Linked DNA regions of Sus scrofa: region 2 is linked to region 1. Evidence: chromatin contacts called from public HiChIP or PLAC-seq data. All regions are on one chromosome and are shown on one strand. The core of a region is the stretch at or near the end of the contact, and the rest is flanking DNA. Distances in the headings are between cores, read along the strand shown. Region 1 overlaps CAT (catalase). Region 2 has its middle 14 kb from the start of ABTB2.

What was found. HiChIP or PLAC-seq counts read pairs in DNA pulled down with a chosen protein or histone mark.
Region 2: an H3K27ac HiChIP or PLAC-seq map of alveolar macrophages shows a contact between it and region 1. The contact joins two enhancer-like sites. A contact is called at or near these places in 2 of 5 promoter capture datasets (fetal liver and skeletal muscle), 30 of 47 Hi-C or Micro-C datasets (adipose tissue, alveolar macrophages, blood and 16 more) and 2 of 2 datasets of contacts at active chromatin or transcription factors (alveolar macrophages and skeletal muscle).

Annotation. Positions count from the first base shown.
Region 1 is chr2:26,494,518-26,497,189 of Sscrofa11.1, reverse strand. It overlaps CAT (catalase), which reads left to right. Exons shown (of 13, transcript NM_214301.2): 11 at 285-392; 12 at 2,130-2,213. Among named protein-coding and RNA genes, the nearest start is that of CAT, 38 kb to the left of the region's middle. Within about 2 kb of position 1,354, at least 4 of the 83 cell types and tissues checked have an H3K27ac peak or open chromatin away from gene starts, as enhancers often do. A contact at or near this core is called in alveolar macrophages, where this site is marked.
Region 2 is chr2:26,564,405-26,567,076 of Sscrofa11.1, reverse strand. No RefSeq gene overlaps it. Among named protein-coding and RNA genes, the nearest start is that of ABTB2, 14 kb to the left of the region's middle. Within about 2 kb of position 1,301, at least 10 of the 83 cell types and tissues checked have an H3K27ac peak or open chromatin away from gene starts, as enhancers often do. A contact at or near this core is called in alveolar macrophages, where this site is marked.

The sequences.
Region 1 (2,672 bases), core at 105-2,604:
GTGCACGACCTTCTATTTATAAGAGATTCATAAGCTGTGACCACAAAGAACATTACTAAAAAGAAGTTTTGAGCTATCATCTCCCTGTTTTACTTAAAATGAAATAAAACGAAAAGTAAGGAACTCAACATGTGACAGTTTCAACTGTCATTTTAAATTATTCATTCTTGTTATACCAACAAGAAATCTCACATCTCTCTTTCAAAAGTGACATTTGGGGTGAGTTTTGTTTGTGATGAAGTGGTTATTTGATTCTCTGCACTGTGCCCATTTTTATTGAACAGGTGCGGACTTTCTATTTGAACGTACTGAATGAGGAGGAGAGGAAACGCCTGTGTGAGAACATTGCGGGTCATCTGAAAGACGCACAACTGTTCATCCAGAAGAAAGCGGTGAGTGCTACTCTGTCAGCTAAAGGGTGGCACCTGCTGGCAGGAGAAGAGAATGCAGCTATGTGAGAGAACCCTGCAAAGGGAAAATGTCATTTTTTTTACTTGAGCCTAACAGACTTAAAAAATTAGTATGAATCCTCAATCAACCTTTGATTCTTTCCTCTCTGTGTTCTATCTCCAGTGGATATGCCATAGCCATTGACCCTTAGTTTGGTCTAATATGTGGTAATTTAGTGGCGTTTAGGGTCCGTTGTCTTCTATGCTGTTCAATTCGACTGCCGTCAAATTCTATGTAGGACAATATTGTCCAATATCAAAATGTGAGTCCTGCCACAATTTTGCTTAGATTTGAGATAATAAGAAATAATTTTTATGGTTTGAGGTCTGCCTGACCTTTTATGTTACAATACCTGACCCTCCTTCAGAAGCAACTAGAAACGTGCACGTTTTCTGGGAAAAGGGCTAAGCTGCTTCCAAAACTCATGCTGACCTTTTGTGCTGAGGTGCCAGGGGATTTCTGATGGTAGCTCATTGTGCTTTGTACTCACAGTGGTCTTCAGACCTGCCACAGGAGTCTGCCTCTTGTAAACTTAGGGACCAGCTATTTCCTTGTGTCTTGGTTGCTGCTTTGATCAGAGAGGTAGCTGCTGGGATGAGTTCTGAGGCCTGGAGACAAGTACCAGCAGGCAAAATTCCAGCAGGCAAAATTCTGTGTCTCTAACTGTCTTTCACGAGTGTGTGTATGGCAGGTGCCCACTTGTACTTCTTGCTGTCTTGGGCAGAGAGCCTGACTGTTGCACTGCGAGGTAGATGGGGCGGATTTTTTTCGTCTTTGATGAGAATAAGACAGTTTGTAAGTAGCAGAACTGGGCTCAAACCCTTGACCTTCTTATCCTCTCACATGTACTGTGGTTGCAAGGCCTCCTGCAGATTCTTGATGACTCACCTCCTGCTGTCTGCTTGGTCAGGAATTCTTGCTTAAAGTATGTGAAGTTGGGAGGTCCCTCTATGGCACAGTGGAAACGGATCCAAGTAGGAACCATGAGGCTGCGGGTTCGATCCCTGGCCTCGCTCAGTGGGTTAAGGATCCGGCGTTACCAGGAGCTGTGGTGTAAGTTGCAGATGCGGCTTGGCTCTGGCATTGCTGTGGCTGTGGCTGTCGCCAGCAGCTACAGCTCCGATTAGACCCCTAGCCTGGGAATCTCCATGTGCTGCTGGTGTGGCCCCAGAAGAGACAGGAAATAAAAGTATGTGAGGTTACCCAGCAGGGGCCAGTGTTTGATTGCTCACTTTAAATTCAGGCAGTATCTGGGCGTGTTTCTTAATACAAATCACTAAAATTTGTTGAGTTACTCTGAGGTTGGCTCTTTATATGCCATCCGTACAGCTCACCTCATAAGGTGTTTTTCTCACAATACTCTTTGAGGTGGATTTAACGGTCTCATGTTTATGGAGGGTGGATATCGGACAGTATGAGACAGGTTGAATTATCTCACTTATTTTATGGGGAGTGGATATTGAAGCTCTGCTGAACGGCTTCTCCAAGGTCGCCCAGCCAAGATATGTCCGGGTTTTCTCCAGACCCTGCACGTCTTTACTCCATTGGTAAATCCTGTGGCTCTGTGTTCGGTGGAAGTGTCCTTCTGTACCTGTGGAGTGACCGCTGTGAAGCAGACCCTGGGGACTGGCCTAGGAGGGGGCTGGGGGGATGTTTACAATATTTTCATTTGGTTTCAGGTCAAGAACTTCAGTGACGTCCATCCGGACTATGGGGCCCGCATTCAGGCTCTTCTGGACAAATACAATGCTGAGAAACCAAAGGTGAGCCCTGAGCAGCTCAGCTGTGCCGGGGAAGGCATGTCTGGATCCGCACACTGGGCTTCCTGTTATGTTGATTCTCTTCAGGGACAACTCTTCCAATTCTTTTTTTTTTTTTTTTTTTTTTGTCTTTTTGCTATTTCTTGGGCCGCTCCCGCGGCATATGGAGGTTCCCAGGCTAGGGGTCCAATCGGAGCTGTAGCCACTGGCCTACACTAGAGCCACAGCAACGCGGGATCCGAGCCATGTCTGCAACCTACACCACAGCTCAGGGCAACTCCGGATCGTTAACCCACTGAGCAAGGGCAGGGACCCAACCCGCAACCTCATAGTTCCCAGTCAGATTCATTAACCACTGCACCACGACGGGAACTCCTCTTCCAATTCTTAAGCCACTGTTCAGAATCTCGTTTGAAACAGATAGAAAGAACACACACTCTTCATTTTAGCCCTGGGCAGGAT
Region 2 (2,672 bases), core at 52-2,551, 70 kb before region 1:
GACACCTGCAAACGTAGGCTCTACTTAGGTTATGAGGTAGAGGCTACACTTCACTAGGTATTAGTTTCCCCTCTGTTGTGAAAATCACCTTGTTATCAGTATGAATATTACTATGTCTTTTTTTTTTTTTTTTTTTTTTTTTTTTTCTTATCAAGGACTTCCCGTGTGGCTCACAACATAACGCCTCAGCATTGCTTCTACAGTGGCTGTGGCTCGACCCCTGGCTCGGGAACTCTGAGTCTTTCTTAATTTGTGAATTGAAGCCAGTGCACCCAAACTTTTATCTCGGGGTTATCTATAGACTATTGAAGGCAGTAACTCTCTAATAATTACTTTTCTTGTGCATGAGTTTTCATTTTTAAATCATCACCCTCCCCAAGCAAAAAAAAATGTTTTTAAAGTTTCTATTAGATATCAACTCTGCTTTTTGTTTGTTTGGTTTGGTTTTTTTTGGTTTTTTGGTGTGTTTTTGCTTTTTAGGGCCACACCTGCAGCATATGGAAGTTCCCAGGCTAGGGGTGGAATTGGAGCTACAGTTGCTGACCTACGGCACAGCCACAGTAACGCCAGATCCGAGCCATGTCTTCGACCTACACCACAGCTCACAGCAACACAGGATCCTTAACCCACTGAGCAAGGCCAGGGATCAAACCCAAAACCTCATGGTTCTTGGTTGGATTCATTTCCACTGCGCCACATAGGGAATTCCATACATGACTGTTCTTAAAGCAGTGTCCTTTGTTAGAGGCACCTAATGAACAAACTTTATGCCCTTACCCCCAGGCTCGCCTCGTTCTTTCCCTCCTGCAGACCTGGCTTAGCCATTTCTCCCGAGATCGCCAAGTTCTTTTTGTTGGGGCTTCCTGGAGCCATCTCCTCCATGAAGTTTCCATAACCCTCCAGACCGCCACCTACCCTTTGATCCCGATTCTGCTGTAAGCATCCCTCATTGCAGCTGTGTAACTCTTGTTTGCTTGTCAGATTTTTCCATTTTACCATCAGCACCTCGAAGGCAGGTGCTGTGCCTTCCTTTAACAGTCAATCCCCACTTCCTACTTAGCACAAGACCAAAGAAAGCATTCAAGTGAATGAATGAATGACATTTATCCCATATGCCCAGCAACATGACCGAATTGTGTCACAGGCATATGTCTTTTCTTTCTAACTACATCGACTCTTCCTTGAAGATAAGAACGGATTTATATTTCTTGCTCCACACCTTTTCCCCATTCTGAGCACAGTTTAAATCTACAATAGGCATTCAGTCAATAGCTGTTGCATTAAACTCAGCTGAATTACACTGAATTATGCAACACACATTGCTCAAAACCAGAAAGTTCTAGCTCCTTGTAGGGCTACACACATTTTGCTTGTAAATCCTTGGCAAAGGATTTGTATATACTCACAAAAAACTATGATTTAGGACATTTAAAACACTTTTTCTCTCTTAAGCAAAGGAGATTAAAAATCAGATAGATTAGCTAGAAAGGAATCAGGATTGCAAAAAGATATGTCCTTTAGGCCAGCGACTAGGAGAAGTAACCCCAAGCACTTAGTCAACAATTGAAACATAACTGAATGAAGTAGCTCTTCCCATTGCCTTACGACTTCATTACAACCTCACAAGGAAGCTGTCCACATGGGGGCAGATGAAACAGAATCAATATTCTTTATTCTTGTTTACTGTTTAATGACAATTTATAAGGTGATGACTCAGATTGCGACAGTCTTAGTGTCCGTTCTGGCATTTTAATGACAAGAGTAAATGCCATTTGACTCAGCCTCTCATATGTGAGTTTGTCACAATCTGTTTTCTTTCTTTCTCTCTCCCTTCTTTTTTTTTTTTTTTTTTTTTTTTTTTTTTTTAGGGCTGCACCTGAGGCAAGTGGAGGTTCCCAGACTAGGGGTTGAATCAGAGCTCTAGCCACTGGCCTACGCCGTAGCCATAGCAATGCCAGAGCCAGATCAGAGCCACATCTGCAACCTACACCACAGCTCACGGCAATGCCGGATCCTTAACCCACTGAGCAAGGCCAGGGATGTGAACCTGTGTCCCCACAGACACTAGTCAGATTCATTTCCACTGAGCCACGACAGGAACTCCCTCTTTCTCTCTTTCTTCCTTTCTTTCTTTCCCCCTCTCCCTCCCTCTCTTTCTTCCTTCCTTTCCCTCCCTCTCTTTCTCTTTTTCTTTCTTTATTTCTTCCTTTCTTTCTTGCTGCACCTGTGTCATGCAGAAGTTCCCAAGGTCAAACCCATGCCACAGCAGTGACAATGCTGGATCCTTATCTGCTAGGCCACAGGGAAGTCCTATTACAACCTGTTCTCTGATATTCTTCAGGAACATTTGGTGTAAGGATACTGATTAGGAAGGCTGTCATTTTTTTTTTTTCTTTTTTAGAGCTGTTTTAGTAAAACTGAAAGGAAGGTACAGAGATTTCCCATCGACTCTGTCTCCTATGTACATATAGCCTCCCCCATTAACAACGACCTTCACCACAGTGGTCCATTTGTTGGAACTGATGAACTTGACACATCATTATCCCCCAGAGTCCATGGTTTCCATTACGGTTCACTGTGATATCGTAGCTTCTATGGTTTGGACAGATGTGTAACGACATGTATCCACCATTATGGTGTCATACAGAATAGTTTCACTGCCCTGAAAATTC